Regions from separate parts of the Mus musculus genome. Here region 1 is linked to region 2. Evidence: chromatin contacts called from public HiChIP or PLAC-seq data. All regions are on one chromosome and are shown on one strand. The core of a region is the stretch at or near the end of the contact, and the rest is flanking DNA. Distances in the headings are between cores, read along the strand shown. Region 1 has its middle 12 kb from the start of Gm28729. Region 2 has its middle 19 kb from the start of Gm39409.

Evidence for each region. HiChIP or PLAC-seq counts read pairs in DNA pulled down with a chosen protein or histone mark.
Region 1: a contact with region 2 is called in an H3K27ac HiChIP or PLAC-seq map of microglia, with 6 times the contacts expected there. The contact joins two enhancer-like sites. A contact is called at or near these places in 3 of 484 Hi-C or Micro-C datasets (cerebral cortex and uterus), 2 of 115 datasets of contacts at active chromatin or transcription factors (embryonic stem cells and microglia) and 3 of 9 other capture datasets (adipose tissue, embryonic stem cells and pancreatic islet).

Annotation. Positions count from the first base shown.
Region 1 is chr9:96,534,965-96,539,266 of GRCm38.p6, reverse strand. It overlaps the pseudogene Gm8495. Among named protein-coding and RNA genes, the nearest start is that of Gm28729, 12 kb to the right of the region's middle. Within about 2 kb of position 2,281, at least 211 of the 459 cell types and tissues checked have an H3K27ac peak or open chromatin away from gene starts, as enhancers often do. A contact at or near this core is called in microglia and uterus, where this site is marked.
Region 2 is chr9:96,413,911-96,418,203 of GRCm38.p6, reverse strand. No RefSeq gene overlaps it. Among named protein-coding and RNA genes, the nearest start is that of Gm39409, 19 kb to the right of the region's middle. Within about 2 kb of position 1,688, at least 115 of the 459 cell types and tissues checked have an H3K27ac peak or open chromatin away from gene starts, as enhancers often do. A contact at or near this core is called in microglia and uterus, where this site is marked.

The DNA.
Region 1 (4,302 bases), core at 1,032-3,531, 120 kb before region 2:
ATGCCTGCAGCTTGCCTGTCTGTGGATGAGACACTAAAGGCAGCTCCAGCAGCAGCAGGGGCAGCAGCCAGGAAGCCCTGGGCGTGGCCTGCACTCCACCAGGCCACGTTCCTGTGTTGCTGAGGCGTCCACTTCTCTCTGTGGCCTGCAGCATTCATCAGTGCAGCTCCCAGCTTTCCCAGAGGGAGGTGTGGAAGAATGTACTCCACTCGTGCCTGGGCGAACAGAACTCGGCCTGTTGACTTTTTAAAGAAAGGTCTTTTTGCTCTTTAAAAACAAAACAAACGCTGGGCGTGGTGGTGCACGCCTTTAATTCCAGCACTTGGGAGTCAGAGGCTGGCGAATTTCTGAGTTCGAGGCCAGCCTGGTCTACAGAGTGAGTTCCAGGACAGCCAGGGCTACACAGAGAAACCCTGTCTCCAAAACAAAACAAAACAAAAAAAAACAAACATTAAAGCCACTCATGACTCAAAGCCTACACTGACGTGGGGGTGTCTGTAGCTGTCCATTGTATAACCTCAGTACGTCATCCTCAGGGTATTCACATTTGACCATGCGGTGCCATGTTAACAGATTCTCTTGAGAATATATGTGGCAGCGCCAAAGAGTAGACTAGAGATAACTGATGCCCCACGTGAGAAACAGATTGTCCCCTGTGTGCCTCAGCATTCCTGAGCACCCCTAAATTAACAACAGCCCCGTGGCCCCATAAGAGTTTAACGTTAACAAAGAGTTGGGGGGGTCTGAACCTTTTTCATGTGGACTAAAACTTGTAATAAATACCAGTATTCTTTCTGACAGTTTATTAGCAGGGCAGGGATTGGTGGGTGAGTGGTTTCCGTTTTTTGTTTTGTTTGTTGTTTTAATTCTCAAGGTTGGCCTTGAACTCCCGATTCTCCTCCTGCACTCCTAGTGCTGTGTTGAGAGCCTGCACCACCATGTCCAGCCCTGTACCCTGAGTAAGCATGCCGTTCTTTAAAGGGCAGGGGCCATAATTTGAATTTCCCTTTCTAACTCCCATGATTCAGAATAAACAATGCCTAAAACCATTATGGTTCCTTTCTACTCCACGTCCATGCCTGCTACTAAGCTCCTCTGCAAGCTTTCCTCGCAGTGAGTCTTTTGGGTGATTTGATATTCTTAAATAACCAACCATTACTTTCATCTTAATTTTCATATGCATCTTCACCTGAAGTTCCATCTTTTTTTTTTTCTTTTTTTTGGCTCGGTGTGTTTTCTTATTTTTGTTGGTCTCCATCACAGATGGGATTTTTTTCACTGGTAATTCCTCAGAACTAAATCCATTCATAGGGAATTCAGAGCAGTGAAAATAAATTTCACGCCTTAGAGTGGGGAATGGTAACAATAAAAAGGAGCCAAGGGATCTTGGAAGAAGACTAGCCCAGCTCAGTTCTCCACTGGTGGTGGGGTTTGCACAGGCTGGCTCACATAACCTGCACCGCAGTCCTTAGGGATCTTCAGCTCCTCCGGCTTCCTCCTATCAGTGAGAGACCTGCCAGAGAAGAACCACCGCTGGTTGCCTGGCACCACACTCTCCGGCAGGTAAGTGCCCCGTCATGTGAAACACTGTGTCTGTGTGCGGACCACAAGCTTGAGGTCTTTGCCTGGGCAGAGCCTCAGATGGAGCTGATGCGTGTCCAGAATTGGGAGGTGGCTCGGGAACATCCAGAGTCTCCATGTCACTCTCTTCCTCCACCGTGCTGATTGGTGGTGCCAGGCAATAGACTGGCAGCGGGTACCGGTTGCCCAGCTCATCGTAGCACTCTGTCAGGGCACTGTGTGGTAGTGTTATGTTTGCACCATCAATGATTGCCTGTGCCAATTCATGATCATTGCTTTCAAAAGCCTGTGCAGTGGCCTTCAAAGCATCCCAGATCTCCTTTCCGGCCTTCAAAAGCTGGTGCAGTGTCCCGGAATTCATCCCTCTTGCTGCACAGTTGTCCATCTGTTAGAGGATAGTCGGTTTTCCATTCTGGTTTCTCCTTTTTCAAAGGCTGGTTTATGATCTAGAGCAACTCCCATGCGGGAGGAGTCTGGGCTGCTGGGCGCCCACGCACCCGTCCCTGGGGCCGCGGCCGCCACCAAAGGGTGCTCGTCCCACCGCCTCGCCCAGCCCTTTCCTCCGTGCCCACTTCTACCTCAGCCCCCGGCCACCTGGCCCGCAGACCCGGCCCGCGTGCTTTCCTCAGCTCCCGCTCGACCCCGCCAGGCCGGACTTGGACCATCCCGGGCGGGCCGCAGCAAACGCTCCTCCCATGCTTCCCCACGCCCCCGCGTCTAGGCCCCAGCACTGCTGCCGCTGCTGCCAGGCAGCCAGGCTCCACTGTCCCCTTCCTCTGAAGTTACATCATTGGTTACTGTTTTAGTTCCATCCAGAGTTTCAGCACCAAATGTAAGGTGCAGTAAAACCACTGAACTGGACTATCTGGGGAGAAAGAAAGGTTCATTGGGAACCAAAGAAGCAAAATGGTGGCAGAGCAAGAGGTTTTTATATGCCAGTCAACAGAGTGGTCCTTGGGCTGATACAGACTGTTCATGTTGACAGGGAACTAGGTCCCTTACCCAGGGTAGTTGACCTTTGGGGGCAAGATTAAGAGAGGTTCCTCGTTAGCAGAAACCCACCTTTAAGCCTCAACCCAGCCAAAATCCTATCTCAGACATTGGCCTCGGCACTGCCATTTTGAGGAGCAGCTTTAAGCTATCAGTGACTAAAAAGCTCATGCCTTAAAATGTTGCATCATAGCCAGACAGTGGTGGCGCACGCCTTTAATCCCAGCACTTGAGAGGCAGAGGCAGGTAGATTTCTGAGTTCGAGGCCAGCCTGGTCTATAGAGTGAGTTCCAGGACAGCCAGGGCTATACAGAGAAATCCTGTCTCAAAAAAAAAAAAAAAAAAAAAAAAAAAAAAAAGGAAAGGAAGAGGAAGGAGGAGGAGGAGGAGGGGGAGGAACAGCTATATGCAACAGACTGATAGCTAGCTATGCACTAAGTGGGGAAATCGGGGTGAGGTAAACATGTCTGCTTTCTACTTTTGCTTCAGAAATGGTGCTTAAAACACCATTGGCCAGAGCAATAAGATGGACTGAAGGGAAAATCAATAAGAAAAAATTAAGTCAGATGAAGACATTAGAAAATTTAAAAAACTAAACAAAAACCTCCCAATAGTCATGGATCAGAATTGCTGTTGTATAAATGAACATATTACTGAAAGTAATTCACATACTCAGAATTTCAATGAGATTCTTTCCAGAAGTAGAAAAAAAAAAAAAAAAAACCCAAAGTGTAAACGGAAGTTTCCAAATAGCCAAAGCAGTGTGAAGCTAGGAGAAGCAGGACTGCAGAAACAGCGCCCCATTTCCCTGTCTACAACTGAGCTGTAGGACGGAGCCTGGGGCTCCAAGCCAGCGTGGAGCTTGGCACAAAGCACAAGTGTACACCAATGCGACAGAGGGCTCAAAGGTAAACGCATGCAATTATAACCCTATGATTGTTAACAAAGATGCCAAAAACCTTAGAGAAAAGGCAAGTTCCATGCTGGGCAAACTGCACAGCAGAAGCCCAAGTGTGAGACTTGAGAACCGCATGGCACCTAGTGAGTGCCTCCGTCCTCAGAGGGAGGTGCTTTTCCCTAAGGGAAAGCAGTTCCTGGGTCAGCCTTCGCAGGAGTCTTACCCACAGCCCAGCTCAAAGCCACCATCAGACATGACACGCCCCAGAAGTGTTCCTCTGAGGTTTGAGTGGGCCCAATGGGAAGTGTGGAGGATAACCACACCAGTCAGTCATCTGTACCTGAGCACACCAGTCATCTGTACCCTGGGCACACCAGTCATCTGTACCCTGGGCACACCAGTCATCTGTACCCTGGGCACACCAGTCATCTGTACCCTGGGCACACCAGTCATCTGTACCCTGGGCACACCAGTCATCTGTACCCTGGGCACACCAGTCATCTGTACCCTGGGCACACCAGTCATCTGTACCCTGGGCACACCAGTCATCTGTACCTGAGCACACCAGTCATCTGTACCTGGGCACACCAGTCATCTGTACCTGGGCACACCAGTCATCTGTACCTGAGCACACCAGTCATCTGTACCCTGGGCACACCAGTCATCTGTACCTGGGCACACCAGTCATCTGTACCCTGGGCACACCAGTCATCTGTACCTGGGCACACCAGTCATCTGTACCCTGGGCACACCAGTCATCTGTACCTGAGCACACCAGTCATCTGTACCCTGGGCACACCAGTCATCTGTACCTGGGCACACCAGTCATCTGT
Region 2 (4,293 bases), core at 439-2,938:
TATTTCTGTAGCATGAAATGGCCATGAGCGATGTTTGAAGGACTGAGTATGGCTGGGTTCCAGTAAAACTTTACAGAACAAGGCAGTGTAGCTGGAGTTGATCCACACAGTAGCTTTCTACTTCTAGTTAGAAATTAACCTGTATTGGGATGTGCTTTAGTTTGTGATAGATTACCTAGCATAGGTGAGGCTCTGGGCTCAATTTCCAGCATGAGAGAGAGAGAGAGAGAGAGAACTCTTATTATTAACCTGACTGGGATATCTGGTTCTTTGGGTGATGTTCTACAGCCAATAGAAACACAAGTGAGTCTCATCGAAAACCCGCCTCTGTGTTGGTCAGCCTGGGCTTTCACAGACTGGGTTGCTTAAACAACAGAAATTAGGAGGCAGGCATGGTGGTACATGCCCGAGTCCTAGTTTCATTCTGTTGCTGTGATTTAAAAAAGAATCTGACCAAGAGCAACTTAAGAGAGGAAAAGGTTATTTCATCTCACCCTTCCAGGCACAACCCATCACAGACAGAAGTCAGAGCAGGCGCTCTAGACAGGAATAGAAACCATGAAGGGATTTTACTTGCTGACTTTCTCAGGCTCATGGTCAGCTAGCCCAGGGAATAGTTCTGCTCACAGTGGACTAGGCCCTCTTACATCTAATGTCAATCAAGACAATTCCTCATACATATGCCTACCAACTGATAAAGACAATTCACCCATCCTGGCTTTCCTGTCAGACAACTTTAGGCTGTATCAAGTTGTCAGTTAAAGCTAACTAGGATGGTTTCTAATCCCAGCTCCTGGGAAGTGAAAGCAGAAAGAACAAGAGTTGGAGGTCCTTCTCAACTTTGTAGGGAGTTTGAGGCTAGTCTGAGCTACATGAGACCTGATCTCAAAAACAAAAGGTGGAGAGATGACTCAGCAGTTAAGAGGGCTTATGGTTCATTCAGAAATCGAGTTCAGATCCCTGCAACACCAGTGAGACAGAGAGAGAGAGAGAGCGAGGGAGAGAGAGAGAACAGACACGCACAAAAAAAATCTTTAAACAAACCATAGACGCCTTAGCAAGGCCCTAGGAATGAGCCTGGCTTGAGAGACTTGACATCTGAGATTAGGGCTGGCTTCTGAGGCCTGGCTCCTTGCTTGGTCTTCTCCCTGTGTCTGCTCAGGATCTTCTTGTTCTGTGCAGCCTAATCTCCTCGCTTACGTTGGGTTAGGCCTCACTGTACTGACATTACTTAATTACCTCTTCGAGATTCTAGCTTCAAGTGCAGCCATTTCTGAAGTACCTAGGATTGCAACGTCAACCCTGGGATTTTGAGAAACACAGTTTGACCTCAAGACATCACCAAGCCAATTTCAGGTCAATTTACTCATGCATTTCATCATTGTTTTTCATGATTGTTTACTTTTACATTTTCGAGGTTATTGTAGCACTCTACAATTGGCTTCTATATTGAGTTAAGCCAAGCCTTTAGTATATGTTCACTTCAATTTCTGTATAGCAGTCATGACTGTATCTCTATTTGAAGGATAGCTAGGCACAACAGCCTAACATATCCCTATGAGGTCACAGAAGCCACGGCTTACTTTTGAAATCTTATTCCAAAGCAGAAGTTCTTAGCTCTCTCTTTCTGTTCTCATGAGACACACAGCAAAAACAAGAGCCCTTCAACAGAAGGGTAGAGGTTGGGGATAGTTGGTGACCACAGAAGACAGTCAGCATTTCCCAGAGGTCTTGGGTGAGGTGCATGTGGCCAGCTGACAGTTGTATATTTTTAAACTGGCCTGCCCCTCTGCCTTGCCAGCTGTCTAGTCCTTTCCTGCTGCTAGTCCCTACACGTAGCAAGAAAAGCAGTTGGGGTGAAGAAAGCAAGGGGGGAGAAAGCCAGGAGCCAAAAATACAAGGAAGATGTCAGTGGCTCATCCACTAGGAGTGCAAAGTGTGCAGAGCCCCAGGGCCGTGGTGTAAGCTGCATTCCAGGCACACCCAAGGCAGGTGTGGTTCCTGGGTCTGCTAAGCTTCAAACAAAAAAACCGCAGGGCGACCAGCTAAAGTAGAGTAGCAAGGAAACAATGAATGAGGCTTTTCTGTGTGTGTGAAATGTTGCATGGGTCACACTTAGAGAAAAAAAAAAGCCCTTCATACATAGATCAAGTAAGATTCAAGTTCAGTGCAAATGCAGAGGACGTTAATCCAGTTCTGGCACTGTGCCCTGTGGGAAGCCAGTCCTTGCATGCAGTTTCTCAGTGTTATGGTAGTGTGTGTGTGTGTGTGTGTGTGTGTGTGTGTGTGTGTATGTGTGTGATGTAGTTATCCATTCATCTGTGCATGTGAGTGGGCACATGCAGAGTTCAGAGGTGATCCTTTGAGAGCAGTTTCTTTCCTTCTGGGGATTGAACTCTGGTCACCATGTTTGGCAGCAAGCACCTTTACCTGCTGTGCCATTACGCCACCCCCATGCCCCCCAGCTTCTGGCTATTTTAACGGCAAATCCACTGGCATGGTTTCTTTCTTTCTTTTTTTTTTCCTAAAGGAAGTTGTCTGGTTGGTGCGACTGACCTCTCCTACTGCCAATGCTTTGGGCAGAGCCCGTCTAAGAGCGCATGCTTCATGGTAGGTGTGACACTTGGTCTAAGAGCACACGCTTCATGGTAGGCAGGGACTCGGAGCTTTTGAGGACACCACCTCCATGCTTCCAGCCACACTGCAAAGACCTGCTGCCAGCATTTTCACAGAGGAAGAGTGCAATGCTACAGAAGTTTGCTACCTGCCCCAAGACTGAGAAAGAGCTAAAATAAAGCCAAGTCTTTCTGACAGGGCTTGGGCACCCTAAGTCTGTGCATCTTTCTTAAAATATCTTCCATGGAGGAAGGGGCGGGGCTCAGCTTATAGGGTGCCTGCCTGGCATGCTCAAGGCTCTGGGCTCAACCCCCAGGACCACCTAATCTGGTCACGGTGGGACATGATAACTTAGGAGGTGGAAGCAGGAAGAGGATTATAAGGTTCTCGCCTGATTCACAGAAAATTAGACACCTGTTTCTTGGGCTGAGACCATGTCTAAACAAACAAAATAACAACAACGACAACAACACATCTTCTACAGATCAGACTTATTGGGCTAAGAGCAAATAAATGCTTGTTTTGAGACAAGGTCCCGTGTACTTGCTATCCAGTGTGAATAATCTTGAACTGTGTTGAGTTTAATCCATCCCAGGCTGGCCTGGGAATCACTATAGAGCTGAGAATGACCTTGAACGTCCAACCTACCCATCTTTGCAAGTGTTTGTATTACAGGCTTCCACCACTGTGCCTAGCTTCTCCATCGCTGGAAAGAACTCCCGCCGTAAACTCAGCTGCATTCTCAGTCCTTGTTCCTGGACTTCCAATTCTTCTGTTTCCAGCTCCCAAGTACTGGTGTGCCACTGTGTATCCTTTACTCAGTGTCGGGAATTGAACTCAGGGCTTTGGGCAGCCTAGGAAGACACTAGCGTAACCGAGCGATAGCCTCAGCCTCTGGTTTTTGTTTTTGTTGTTTGAGACAGGGTTTCGTGAAATCAGAACTAGCCTGGAATACCTGAGCCACCTGTTTCCTTTTTCCAAGTGCTGCTATTAAAGGTCTGCACAGCCAATCACAGCTTTACTGCATTAAAAACAACAACAACAACAACAACAAAAACCAACAAAACAAAACATTAATTTATCTTCTCACAGTTCCTCTTCCCAGTTTTAATAATTTGAGGATTTTATATATGAATACTATATTTACACCTTTTCCACCTTCTCTTGTCCTCCTGTGTCTTTCCTGTACCCTCTCAAACTCATGAGACCTTCTATAATTTAAAAGTAGTTTCTCACACACACACACACACACACACACACACACACACACACACTACTGAATCAAGTTACTGTTGCCTACATATAGGGCTGTTTAGGGCTGACTGGGAACCCTATCATAGGGCTCATTCCTTAAAACACCCTATTCTTCCCCTCTTTCAACAGCCATTTACTACCTCCAGCTCTTTTTCTAAGCATGGAGCCTTGTGAGATTCCCCACCACCACCACCCCCGCCCCCCCCAACGTGCCCCCTCTACCTTGGCATGTTGACTGGCATGTGTGGTCTTGTGTAAGCAACCATGTCATTGGAGTTCATGGGTGCAGCTTCCCTGCCACACCCAAAAGTCGCCATCTTACAGGAGACGTCCTGGTCCTCTGGCTCTTTCAATCTTTCTGTCCCCTCCTCTGAGATGTTCCGCGAGGTTTAAGCAAAGGAGTTGTGTTCTAGATGTTCCCGT